2 separate regions of the Triticum aestivum genome follow, and region 2 is linked to region 1. The links are chromatin contacts, called in public HiCAR-type maps. All regions are on one chromosome and are shown on one strand. The core of a region is the stretch at or near the end of the contact, and the rest is flanking DNA. Distances in the headings are between cores, read along the strand shown. Region 1 holds the start of LOC123053387. Region 2 holds the start of LOC123053389 (chloride channel protein CLC-c).

Evidence for each region. HiCAR-type assays count read pairs that join an accessible place to other places.
Region 2: a contact with region 1 is called in a HiCAR-type map of leaf, with 3 times the contacts expected there. The contact joins the promoter of LOC123053389 here to the promoter of LOC123053387 in region 1. A contact is called at or near these places in 2 of 5 Hi-C or Micro-C datasets (both in leaf) and 1 of 1 datasets of contacts at active chromatin or transcription factors (leaf).

The regions. Positions count from the first base shown.
Region 1 is chr2D:397,056,217-397,063,725 of IWGSC CS RefSeq v2.1, reverse strand. LOC123053387 reads right to left here and starts at 1,498. Exons shown (of 12, transcript XM_044476858.1): 1 at 1,233-1,498; 2 at 454-606; 3 at 199-369. The coding sequence starts at 1,313. LOC123053386 reads right to left here. Exons shown (of 6, transcript XR_006425554.1): 4 at 4,868-5,654; 5 at 4,210-4,595; 6 at 3,474-4,054.
Region 2 is chr2D:397,405,097-397,412,043 of IWGSC CS RefSeq v2.1, reverse strand. It overlaps LOC123053389 (chloride channel protein CLC-c), which reads left to right and starts at 4,613. Exons shown (of 8, transcript XM_044476861.1): 1 at 4,613-4,813; 2 at 6,901-6,947.

The DNA of each region.
Region 1 (7,509 bases), core at 249-2,748:
TACAAGACATGACATTTCAAGGAGGCTCATAACAATTATAAATTGTAGGGCCCATGCTTATCGGGATAGAACAGAAGTTAGAGATATTAGGTATTGAAATTTCTGGGAGTATATTAACACGAATAAATGAACCATGAAATGAGTATAAAGTCTGATAGTGGGTGTACGGAATCAAGAAATGGTGCTTTATATGCTCACCTTCACTGCAGAACCTGATTCCTCTAAGCTCGAGAGAAATGCATGTGTAAGAAAAGGATTAAACTTTTCAGGCTCAACTGAATCAACTGCACATGCATCCCATTCTGCCGGAGGTATGTCCATGATAGAAGAGACAACAGAAATCGATACCTCACGTGGCTTCATGTCCACCTAAAATCAAGAAATGGTTAAGAAAGCCATGAATCAGGGGCACAAGTCCTGGAAAAAGAGTTGACTCAAGAAACACAGAAACACCTCTGAGGCTGACCCTGTGAGAGTGTACGATTCAGCAGAAGGGATCAGTTCACGAGTTCTCGAATATCTATCTCCCTTGATCCACCCAAAAAGTGCAGTAACTTTTAACCGTGAAGCCGAGCTTGGGGAGCCCATGTTGGAAGGTGAATACTCCTGCAAATCATTGTGGATGAAATGAATAAGCAAAGGCTTGGGAACAGAATTTGGCACAAAATAAGAAACATTACACAGGACAAGAATTACACAAATTCCAGAATGGATATCATTTGTAGACTGGGGTGAGGAAGTTGCGCAAAGCCGGATTGGAGTGTGTACATGATTCATTTCTCTAATGTTTAATAGAACACCGTGTTCATAAGGGTGTAGATACTTAAATCGTTAACAGTCATCATATCGGTATTGGTTTCATGTATATATAAAAATGTGACAGGAACAACTCTCTAACTGCCAGTTCACCAGGCTTATTATCACACAAACCAAATCCTACCAATCTTAAGCTTAAACGTAATGGTCCTGTCCGCTCACTTCAAGTGGAGCTAATCCAAGAGCAACCGATTCCCTTAAGTTACTGACTCGCCAACGGTGCGGCAGTCAAACTCTGCTGGACTAGCTGGATCGCTCCAAGAGGATTTGACATTCCATAATCGAAGCTCAGAATTCCGCCATCAAAGCGCGGAAATTATTAGGCCGGGACACCAGATCAGAACGCGCAGATACGGTACGGGCCTAAACAATTTCGGCAGGCGGGCGCCACGAGAGCGACGGGAGTGGGCACTCACGTGAAGGCGGGGACGGCGGCGAGGGGCGGAGGCGAGGACGGTGGGGGACGGGCGCCGCATCGCCACCGCCGGCGAGGCCATCGCTGCCTGCCTCCGACTACTCGGAGCTCCGTGGGGGCGTGGACAGTTTCGGGGGAGGGGGCGAGCAGTGGGTGTGTGTCACTGACACCTGGGCCCAGTACTCAGGGTTTCTGTATGGCTATGGCCGGGCATCCACCGGACGGCGGCCACAGAGCGTGTCGTAAAATCTGTAGCCACGTGGCAAATTCCTGAACGATGAACCGCTGTGCTTCCCGTTTTATCTTCTCTTCGGTTTTTTTCCTCTCAATTCCTTTCGTAAAGATTACTTTACAGTCCCTCTAAAGGAAACGTCAATCTAGGATTTCTTTTTGCAAGGAAATTATGGAGGCGATGTCACGACATTGGTGGAGTGACGAGGAAAACCAAAAACATATACACTGGTTTGCCTAGTGAAAAATGTATGTCCCTAAAGGAAAGAGTTATGCGGTTTTGAGATATTGTGTACTTTAACAGGACCCTACTGGGAAACAAGTTTGGCGTCCTATCGAGAATAACCTATTTTTTGTCGCAAAAAGAAATAACTCATTTTTGTATGTCAAAGTTCTACGCCCTATATATTTCCAGATGGTAAATTTTGATGCAACCTTGACAAACGGTTTATTTTATGTTTGGCACAACATATGATATGAAATCCAAACCTTCAAAAAAAGGCTACATGTGAATTATGGAAGGTAGAAGATGACGAAAATATACATATACAGAATATCCTTCGATCCCCTCGAGCAATTCAAGGAAAAGTCATGGCGAAAATATACTCACCAAAGCCCACGAACTGATTTACCCTTGCACTAGAAGGTGGGATAAAGGAAATAATAGAAGTGAGAGGAGACTCCCTAGACAAAATCAATTAGCACGACGCTAGATTCGTGAACGGCGCAGCAACAGCTGTCGCCAGCGATCTTTGGTCCCCTCGCCTCCGGCTGCCATCTTAGCGTTGCGAGCTAGGGGGACTTCGCATCTTCAAGATTTTTATGTTCCTCTTCAACGTCTAGTGATCTTTGTATTTTGTCAGAATAAAAGTACTATCGTTCTTTTGGCGGTGCTATGAAGTTAAGAGTTTTCTGTCCTTGCACATCCGATTATTTGGATCTGATGAGTTTATGTTGGTGTGTGAAGCTTTTTTAGTTGGTTTGACTAGAACAATGCCCGTGCGTTGCAACGGGATATAAATATTCTAGTGCGTTAGCTTGTGATTAAGGTAAGTAAATTACCTTAATTTACTTACCTTCTGAACCAATTCCACTTTAATTTACTTACCTTCTGAAGCAATAGCGATGCCTCCAAGGTATCCACCCGTACGAGGAGTAGCATTGGGCGACGGACTGCTAGGTTGGTAAGTAAATTAATACCTTAATTTACTTAAGGTATCCACCCGTACGAGGAGTAGCATCGGGCGGTGGACTGCTAGGTCTGGTCGCAAGGCATAGGGGCATCGGAAGTGGCGGCGGTTGTGGTAGGGAGAAAAATATCAAACATAAAATGTGCACCCCACTCCCCTTTATATACACCTCCGACGTGGGCTCAACACTTGGCCCACTAGGAGTCCACACCAATTTCCACTCGGATCCAATCTAAATGGGCTCCTGCCTAGTGTGCGACCTTTTTCCAAACCGTGTTGCTCACGAGTTAGCTAGTATGATTAGGGTTTGTGGACGAAGAATCCTCCTGGTTTATTACCAGTTGGTTTTTGAATGATGTGTCTTTTTTTAACTTAAATGATGTACCCTAGTTTGCCCCGTTCCTAATGCAGTGCATATTTGAGAAGTCAACTTTGCAAATTTTGATCAAGTTTATAGAGAAAACTATATATATCTATAATATCAAAAATATAAAAACAAAACTACATCTTATGACGAATCTAATGACATATGTTTGGCTTTCTACATGTAATTGTTTTCCTCCACAAACTTGGTCAAAGTTTGTGAGGTTTGAGTTTTCAAAAAATCTATATGCATTACATTATGGAACGGAGGAAGTGTGAAATAAAGCTAAGCCATGATGACATTTCCTAAAAGAACCTAGGTTTTTTTTTTCTTTCTTCTTTCACTTCTTTTCTTGTCCTCTTATTTTTTATTGCACTGCACATGCTCCAATGCAATGTTTTGCATGGGGCAAAAGATAGAAAAAACTGCCAAGAGAAATTCTGTGGCATTCAAATCATAGAGTAATCAGAAACCTTGGTTGCAGCAGTAAGCAAAATAACAGTACATTGTGGCCTTGATTGTCATCTTGTATATAGTTACATACAATTATGCATCTCTTGTCAGATGGCTACACAATAACATTAGTATCTGTAAAACTTGTTACATTCAAGATACAAAAAAAAAGGAGACCCATACGGACTAGCCCCTACGACAATTTGTTAAGAAAAATTAAAATCAGGCACACACACCCTGCGGAACACAAGGCTCGGACGATGGTGAAAGGCTGGGCGGGCAGCCGGTAGCGCATCACTAGCCAACTGGTCGACGCCTAGTTCCCACATTCAAGATACACGAACTACGAGTTGCCCAAATTCCTATGTTCTATTTCGTTGACAGCACATTTCACAGAAATTTATTTGCCGAACAACGGAACTTGATGGAATGGTTTCAGTCTTGCACAGGTTTACCCGCGGCGAAATTTAGGGCGAACAGAGAAAACACCAGGCCTCTGCTCCTCAAATCGGTACCCATTTTCAATAAGGAAGCCCCTGACTGCAGCAGGCAGTGAAGCCTGTCCTTTGCTGTGCCTGCCAATCCCTGTAAGATGCAAAACAATAAGATCTCACTATATCTGGTGTTGCTTACACAAGGTACGGCTACAAAAGAGTAGTGATGCCCTCATGTGGCAGTGATTGGGGTAACAAGAAGTTTCGAGTAATTAACAAATAAGTTAATAGAGGGCAATATATTACCTGTGATCACCTCTAAGACAGACTGTCTAGGGCGAAGAAACACCACCACTTTCTCTGCTGCAACCTCATTTGGGACAGCAATTGTGGGTTCAGACTTATCTAATTCATCAGTTGAAGTTGGATTATTCCCTGGTGGCTGGAACTCTAACATGTGAAGATGCCTCTCCAATGCAGTTACAGCCTCTGATGCATGTAGACCATGCATGTCTATCTTCCAAATGTTATTGTTGCTGTTCCTGAGATGAAATATTTCTTCTGCTGCCTTATTATTTAACTTTTCAGCAGCCAACCGCTCTTCTTGAGCTCTGAGGGAGAGTTCCTTGGCAGCAGCATGGTCACCTCTGAAGAATGCATTGCTGGCAGCCTGAGAATGCTTTGTGGCAGCCCTATGACCAAAAGGAAATACAATGGGTCAGTTTCACACGAAAAGACTCAACGTCAGGAGTGCGGCACATTCAAGGGGTCAAAGTTAGCTAATCTTGTCTCTCAGATTCTGACCATCATGCTGATGCAAGATACTCTATGAGTTACAGAAGTATGTTGCTACGAAAGTTTGCATTTATTCGACCTACATTTGTCTGGGTTTGCATGAATGCAGCCTACTCTGATATGCATAAGCTAGTGAAACCCATAACAAATACAAGGATTTGCAATATACCTCATCATCTTCAATGCATCTTTCCGGTGGTTTAAGTAATCATCATCAAACTCTTCTAATTCAGGCTCCTGGGGTATAGAGATTAAATTCATTTGCGGTGGCAACAGTTGTGATTCATTTGAATGTTTATTCTCTGCTATAGTGTTTCCTGACACTGAACCATGTGCTTTATTCATCTCAAAAGGAGATTGACCAGTTGTTCTACCCTCCCTTGGCAGAAAGTCAGGAGCGACCATGGATTTCAGCAAAACAGATGACTGGCCAACATCATTATCCACGCCAGCCAATATGTCCTCAATTAAATTACTGTCGGCCCAACTATGAGCATCCTTCAGGAGCTTAATTTTGTTACCAGATGCAGAGTTTACACCAGAATTTGTTCTCACCATGTGATCAGTCAAATGCCTATTTCCATTTTCATTACCAACAACTGCAAATTCAACAGGGGGGCGAATCACTGATGCAAAAGGCTTTGCCTTTGGCATATTATTATTTCCTATAGCTGAGCTGCTGGCAGAACTGGAGCCTCTAGAACCCGAGAGAGCAGGAAATGAGTTGACATCAACATCATCGCCTCCATCAGCTGTGCCACGCAACCTGTGATCGAAAGCAGCCCACCCCGAATTGGGGATCTTCGGCCTATACATGTTTACAGTTGACAGCCTTCTTGAATGGCCTTATTTTAGCTTAAATAGGTAAGACCCCAACACTCGCCGAAAGGACGCTGGGTAGTGGGTCTCCTTTGTTTTACTTCCTTCAACCAATCGAGAAATCCACCAATTTCCACCTAAAATGTGGGCAAAGATGTCAACTCACTTCATCTAATACAACCATATAATAAATCAGCCAAAAGTGGCAAATCTTGGAACACAAACATATCACTAACAGTAATAAATAAGTTCAAGAACAACACGGTCCACGCCATTTTTTCATTTTCATAACAAGGTTTTGTTGAACCTGATATGTTCTCGCATTAAACCTTATTAGTACCAATGAGTCTTTCCATTAGTTACAGAAAAAAGTTACAATACAAATAATTGGACCTTTTTTTTAAGGCAAATAATTGGACCTTTGACTTGAATGTCTGACAGTAAGCCCTGTGATTTTATAAGTTCCAAATAGACCTATGATTATGCACGTTTGCTTGTACTAACTGTTTAAGGCACAAATTGTCAAACTGCACAATTACAAACCAGTGTCCTGTTTAAAATAAGCCTTGAGGTTATTTTCTTTGTCACAGTTGTTACTAATGATTGTTTCCACCACTTTATTGATTAACAATTGCTGGAAACAATCATCAAGTCATAAATGAAAAAATGATTCGTGAATGGACCTGTACTCTTTATGATGCCTTCCAAGTCGTTCTTCATCAATTTAGAGCTATCCTCTTTCACAATGAGTCTTTCCATTAGTAGACCTATGACCTTTGACTTGAATGTCTGACAGTAAGCCCTGTGATTTTATAAGTTCCAAATAGACCTATGATTATGCACGTTTGCTTGTAGTAACTGTTTAAGGCACAAACTGTCACACTGCACAATACAAACCAGTGTCCTGTTTAAAATTAGTCTTGAGGTTATTTTCTTTGTCACAGTTGCTACTAATGATTGTTTCCACCACTTTATTGATTAACAATTGCTGGAAACAATCATCAAGTCATAAATGAAACAATGATTCGTGAATGGACCCGTACTCTTTATGACACCTTCCAAGTCGTTCTTCATCAATTTAGAGCTATCCTCTTTCACAATATTCACTACGAGTAGCGCCCGAGACAAATAAGAAGCTACTGTGCACTTATTTTTACCGAATCCACTTTTGCGGCAGTCCAACCCTCTTTGCCTTCCCCCAAATACCAAGCCCTCGCAAGTTTAACAGCGATCCAATAGAAATTTGCACAGATTGATAGCACAGGCAATCCACCACGCAAGCTCCAGCCGCCCACAGCTTAAAGCTTTCCCCATGGTCTATATACTCACTATTCAGATAGACCGGTAGGCGCACGTACGTACCTCTGCAAAAGGGTGTTATTTGGGGGCGTTGACCCACAGCTCACGGAACCACGGCGTGGAGGGGGCCGGTGAGAAGGGCAGACCGGAGGGGCGGGGGGAGACGCTGCTCTTCGCTTCACAAGTCCGGGCTGCAGCGTTCCTTCCGAAATCCATAAACTGCGGCGGCGGCGGGCGGAGGATTCCGGAGAGCGAAGTCGGGGGAATCTTTTTTTCTCTCTCTCTTCTTCTTCTGTCCGCGAGGTCGCGAAGGGGAACAAACTCGTGGTGAAGGTCGTTATTATATAGGGTAGGTGACGTGAGGTGTCCTCTTTCCGATTCGGACGGTGGAGGTAAAAAGCGCGTGCCATAAGGAAAGTTAGTGCTGGACTCGGTGCGCGTTTCCGTTCCCGGCAAGTATAGTTGACTCCTCAAACGCGGTTGGGCCTGGGTCTTCTGGGCTGTGACGGGCTGGGATGTATATGCAGTCTTATTTTTTTCCATTAGCCACCTGATGATGACGTCCCCCTCAAAAAAAAACTGATGATGATGTATCTGCAGATCAGCAGATTGTCAAAGAGAATGGGTGCAGTGGACCTGACCCCACACGTCATCTGCACTACTGCACCGTGCACTGCTACAGAGGATCTCGAC
Region 2 (6,947 bases), core at 3,364-5,863, 350 kb before region 1:
TGTAGTTCGGTCTTAAAACTCTGGTGTACGCATCTTTCTCATGAGTAATGCAACTTTCTCTATATGTTCGTGGAATGTACGTGGCCTTGGTGACCAGGACAAATGCTCTGACGTCCTCTCTGAACTAATCTCAATCAATCCGCATACCGCCCTAGTACAAGAGTCCAAACTTGACACGCTACCTGATCCGAAGCTAAGATCATTCATGCCTCATCAGCTTGATCAAGTATTCTCCTTACCAGCTGTAGGCACTGCGGGCGGCACCATCTCCGTCGTTAACCCCGCCTTGTTTCAGGTGATCTCCTTCTCACACCTCTCTTTCTCCTAAACCCCGATCTTGCGCTCAACGACAACTGACCGTAACGTAGCCATCACTAACATTTACGCCCCCTCCTCACGCGCTCTCAAGCAACAATTCCTTGATGAACTGTTAGCTATCGCCCAACCAGATGACTCGCCCTGGCTACTCGTCGGTGACTTCAACCTCCTCCGTTTCCCCTCGGACAAAAACAATGATGCGTTTAGACAGACAGAGGCCAACGCCTTCAACCAAACTATTGATGAGCTTGCCCTCATCGAGTTACCACTTCTAGACCGCCAATTCACTTGGACTAACAATAGAACCACACCCACCCTAGAACGCATCGACCGCGCCTTCTTCAACTTAGCTTGGGTTGATGCCTTTCCCAACTCCTCCCTCACATCCCTCACGCGTTTCACGTATGATCACGTCCCCCTCATCATCCATGTCACCACAACAATCCCGCGCTCAAACTTCTTTAAATTTGAACCTGATTGGGCCAAATTGCAACCCTGCCGAGATATAATCTCCTCGGTTTGGGCCTCACATCGGCCCACTTCACCGCCCAATTCTGCCGCCTCCCTTGCCACACTGCTCAAACATACTCGGGCCGCGCTCAAAAAATGGGCTCGCTCGCGCATTCCCGCCCCCTCCGTGAATCTTGCTGCAAAATTGCCATCTCTGCCCTCGACCACGTAGAAGAATCTAGGCCTCTCTCCCCACCAGAACAACTCACACGTAAGATCATCGTTTCTCTCCTAAAAAGCACCATTCTAGAAAAAATGTCTTACTGGAAATGGCGTGCCAAAGTGTCCCGAGCAATTCATGGCGGTGAAAACTCTAAGTTCTTCCACATGTCTGCCTCACAACGGCTTCGAAAAAACAAAATCTTCTCCCTCACTCGAGATGGCTCGGTTTTTACCTCGCATCACCAAAAAGCTGAGACATCCTGCGAGAATTTTTTGTCACGCTCATCGGCTCTACTGTCTCCACGACTTGGCCTTTTGATCTCGCGTCGATCTATCCTCACCCCGTACCTGGTCTTCATGCCCTTGACGCGCAATTCACCGAAGATGAGATCAAATTGGCCTTTTTCCAAATGAACCCACAAGCAAGCCCTGGCCCCGATGGTTTCGGCCCATCCTTCTATAAAACCTTCTGGCCCTCTATCAAACAGGAAATACTCTCCTTTTTTGCACAATTTCATCAAGGTGTGGCAGACACGGAGCGCCTAAACCGTGCCCACACTGCTCTCCTTCCAAAATCTGCCTCCACAACATCACCTAACGCCTTCAGACCAATATCCTTGCAAAACTGCCCGGTCAAAGCTGTTGCCAAGGTCCTAACTTCGCGCCTCAAACCCTTCATCCCTCATCTTGTCCATGGTAATCAGACTGGTTTCATTACCGGTAGGAACATTGCTGAAAACTATGTCTTTGCAGCAGATCTTATCAGCTCTTGTCACTCTCGCAAACGCCCAACCATGATCTTCAAACTTCACTTCAGGAAGGCCTTCGATTCGGTTGCTTGGAACGCCCTAGAAAAAATTCTGGCTGTCCGTGGTTTCTCCCAAACTTTTCGTAGTTGGATTCAAAACATTCTCCATACTGGCAAGACTGCCATCCTCCTAAACGGCATTCCAGGTCGCTGGATTCCATGTAAGAATGGCCTGCGCCAGGGAGATCCGGCCTCCCCCTACCTCTTCTTAATTGTCGTCAATCCGCTCCAGCAACTTATCCTCCAAAACCCCGATCCCGATCTCCACCACTCCATCTATACCCACCTGCCCCCCACCATTCTCCAATACGCCGACGATACATTGATCATCGCAGCCGCCTCCCCCGCCGCCGCTGCCACACTCAAAAAAATCCTTCAGAATTTTGCTCAGGCTACTGGCCTCACCATAAACTTCTCCAAAACCACCCTAGCAACCCTGCACGCAAATGAAAACCTAGCTGCCAGCACTGCCCTCGCCATGGACTGCACGCGCCCCCCTTCCTCAAACCTACCTTGGACTCCCCCTCGCTCCGACCAAGCCTCCATCCAATGCCTTCGCCCCGTTGATTGAACGATCCCGAAAACTTCTCACTGGTTGGCATGCCAAGATCCTGGACAGGGGCGATCGACTCATCCTCATCTCGGTCGTCCTTGACTCCATCCTTACATACTTTATGTCTGTCTTTCGCATCCCCAAAAAAACCCTAAAAATCATTGATTCCCTGAGAAGATCCTTTTTTTGGGCTGGTGAGGATGCCTGCTCGGGCGCAAAATGCCTGATTGCGTGGAAAAACGTTTGTACGCCAAAAAAATTCGATGATTTAGGGCTGAAAAATCTACAGGTTCAAAATAATTGTCTCCTAATGAAGTTTGCTGTCAAAGCTCTCTCATCCACATAATCACCCTGGTTAGACTGGCTAGAGCTGCAACACCCCACTGCCCTAGTCTCCTCGGGCCCCCAAACCTCCTTTCTACGCCGCACGATTTCTCAACAAATCCCAACCTTACAGTCAATTTCCTTTGTTTTAACAAACAGTGGAACGCATACTTACTTCTGGTTAGACACCTGGCTCACCCCAAAACCCCTAGCTACCACCTACCCACACCTCTTCTCACACTCAACACTACAGCTGGTAAAAGTGGCTAACATCTTGTGTTTCGATATCGAAACAAACGTCCGTAATCGTCTCTCTCTCACAGCAGAAACAGAGCTGGTCTCGCTTTTGGCTGTTTTGCAGGACCTCGTGCCTTCGTCGGAGGAAGATCAACGGTTCCTCCTACAGGGTCATGACTTCTCCACCAAGCAGGCTTACGACACCATTATGGCAAGGCCAGAAACGGACCTCATTGCTCCCCTCATCTGGAACACCAAGGCTCCTCGCAAGACAAAGATCTTCGCTTGGCTTCTCTTCAAAGATCGCCTAAGCACCGCCCTGAATCTTGCCCACAAGAATATAATCTCCTCGGACTTATGCGCACGATGTGCTACGCTACCGGAAGACTCCATTCACCTCTTCATCACATGCCCCCTCGCCAACAGAATTTGGCATCAAGTTGGTGTTCTGCCACAGGATGATGACCTTAATGAACTTTGGGACGTTCCACTACCTCAACACCTGCCCAAGAACGCATGGCCCTTCGTCCTGCTCTCGCTACTCTCCAGCATTTGGGCCGCGCGAAATGACATGCTCTTTAGAAATGTTGATCAATGTTCTGTAATAACAATTAGAAACCTAGTATCAGATTTGGATCTCTGGTCACACCGTCTTGTTGATACGGGTGATAAGGAGGATGTCTTCTCGTGGCGTTCCTACCTCTCTGCACGATGCACTGTGCCTCTGCTGTTTCTTCAGCCGTTTTAAGCAATATATTCAGGTGGGGGAGCTCCCGTGATTCTAAAAAAAAAAACTACCTAGCATACGTATGAGCATCTGCGTCTATAATGTATTAAAAAAATATGGCGAAATTGATCTAAAGACACATGCAAGTTTCCCTGGTGTCTGCCTGGGATAATGATATGACATTACGGCGAACGGTGCCTCTGGGATTACCTCGTAGGTCAGGCAAATTCACATCGTTTCTCTGACCTTGGAGATCCCTCTGGCTGCTTTCTTTGAATCTTTATCTCTTGCCACAGAAGAGTCGTCCCTATCAATCCTTAATTTGACAAAAGGGCCGCCCCGTGATGCATGCAACCCATCCCATCGGGTTAATTATCAACGAGGCCGCCCCGTGATGCACGACGTACCTATGACGATGATGCCCCGTTACCGGGTGGTCGGCAAGCACAGTCGTATCTCAGAACTGATCAAGCCGACCAATCTACTCGTAGGTCGGAAGGAAAAGTACTGCAGATAGACACGTAATTATGAAGTCAGAAAAGAAGGAACAGCACCGACGAGAAACAGCGAAAGAGACCACAGACAGGTCAGGGCGCCGGTGCAGTCGATCGCAGCCATCCACCGGGGGATCAGTCGTCCCACGCGTCCGTGCTGGCCGCGGGCCCCGCCGGCGCCACGAGGGACACGTTCCCGAGCAGCGCAGCAGCAGATCCCACGTCCGCGCCATGATTGGGAACACCGATGAGCCGACCCCGGATAAAGCCGCGATCGAGTGCATCGGAAGGGAAGGTATCCAATCTGTCTTATTTTTTTTCTTGAAAAAACAATATACGATCTGCCATTTGATGTAAGTATATATTTTAAGCGAGGGAAACGGCGCGGCAGCCAATGGGCGCGGCTCTGGATCTCGCCATCGTCTCTAGCGTCTCTTTCTTTTATACCGCCACCTGACTTGTGACTTGTCCCGCCTTCTTCTCCCTCCCTCCCTCCCTCCACTTTCTCCACGGGCTTCCGTACGCCCTGCGCCTTCTGGTTGCGGGTCTCGTACTCTTCCGTCTCCGCCATCGTTTCCCACAGGAGAAGCAGAAGCAGGGGAGGAGGCTGCCCTGCCCTTGATCACGAGAGCAGCAGAGCAGGCGATTCTTCGCGGTGAAGGGGCGCCGGGTCCAATCAGGTAATCTTGAGCTTCATCTTGAGCCATGTTGCGCTGCTCGTTAATTTGCATTCCCTTCCTTCTCGTTTCCCGTCCAAACTTGCCGTTACTTCGGAGTTAGGACATGGGTGGTGGATAATGATGGAGCAAGCATGTTCATGCCGGGACCATGCTCATTGATTCTCGGAAGAGCAGTATGCTATGTACTCCTTTCTCCGACAAGTATTCCCGGATGGAAGGAATAGATGCTGGTAGTCTTTTGAATTAGCTATGGCGATGGGTGTGGCTACAAGTGTTCTACGTACGTCCACTAAGAACTACTAGTACCGCTTAATTTCTCCCAACAACAGAAATAACGGCAAACAAACACAAGGCCAGGCTCGGTCCCGACGTGGCAGCCACACCCGTTCATGGCCTTGGCGTGACGTCAAATTGTGATAGGAAAGCATATGGAGCACAAAATCTGAACAAAAAAGAAAACTACATGGTCTCGTTTTCTCTCCCCAGGAGATATATCAGACATCACGGTTTAGAACCCTTAGATCATACTCCCCCTGTCTCAAAGTGTCAAAAACGTTCTTATATTATGGAACGGAGGAAGTAAGTGTTAGACCATGTAGCACTCGTTCTGCTGCTGGCTCTACTACACATTGCAGCACGGACGTTCTGCAAGTTACAGTAGTGCCCTTTTTGTAGCATTCTGTTGGCCTGCTTATTTGATCGAACCTTGTCATAACATGTACTGTACCGAGCAATGGATTAGCTGAGTTCGTAGAAGTATTAAAAAGAGACAGTAGGATGCGATTACTCCTAACTCTCTTTTGAGCGACTATTCTTGTCCTCTTGTCCACATGTGGGAAGGATAAAGATGAAGATGAACGAAACGGTCCGCTGATTGATCGATCCGGAAAGGTAACTGGAGGATCGAGTTAACAATGATGAGATGAGCCGTGAGTGGGCGGCAAAGCTGGCCGCGACGTGTGGACTCGAACCCTATTCTTCTCTTGTGGGCGTTGGAAAGAAAGATCTCGAGCCCGATTCGTCCCGTCGAAGCGGGAATGCACTGCCTTTACACGTGCAGTAGTTGGGAGGCCGCTAGGAGTACTAGTTGGTGTGTATGGCTGCCAATTTGACCTTGTTTTTAGGACTCTTTAATTTAAATAGAGATCGACAGGTGTGCAAGAATGGGACTCCATCTCTTTTGTGCTAACACGGGACGTAGAAAATGGCTTTTGCTTCTGTTAGGGGATGGCTAAGATGGACTCGTACGTGCGTGACGTTGTAATGGCAGTGAACAGTGATCTCAACCCATGTCGCCACAATAACTAGGAGTATACCTCCTCTCCGGTTGGCTTGATTTCGGTTTGGCGCGAAACCAGTCCAGACCCATACAAGAGACAGACAGCCGGCGTCTTTATCTGAACAGTACCTCTCTCGCCTGCACCGGATATCACCGGCAAGCTAGGCGGGCCCACCAGCGCCCGTTGTTTTCTTCCCTACCGGTGGGCATCGTCAGCTTCACATATTTTCTTTTCTTTTCCGTTTAGTACCTGGCAGAGAGCACCTGATAATTAGGTGGGGAGCGGCCGGGGTACGAGTAGGTCGGGAGAAATCATGTGGCGCACGCACGTGAACGGCTCCCCCGCCATTTTCGTCGGGTCGCCGCGACAGCAGCGTCGCTCGCTGGCCGTGGCCGGCCAAATTTCCGTAGGCCGGCGTGCGCGTGCAGGGCCGCCCATAAAATGCGCAGCGCTTGTCCGCTGGCCCTCGCTGGTTCGCCAGCGCGATGGCTCTTCCGTTTCCTGCTCCATCAGTTTCGGAAATTTTCTTGTTCTTCTCGCAACAAAACAAAAGAAAAGAAATAAATTCCCACCAGAAAAAACCCGAAGGATTCGCCGTTGAGTTTCTGTCAAAGTCACGTGGAACACGTGTGTTCCAGACGGATCTAAGACTTTTTTTCCCAGATTTTTTCACATGCTGTAGATGGAAGAAGCGCCACTGATACGATTTGTGCCTGATTTAATCTCCCGTGCCCTTCCTATTATTTATTGTTTCGCGCTTTCACTCACTACCATTTCTGTCGCTCACGCGCCTCCCATAAAGCGCAGGGACCCAAGGAGGGAAGAGGAGGCAAGCGTCAGCAAGCAGCAACAGC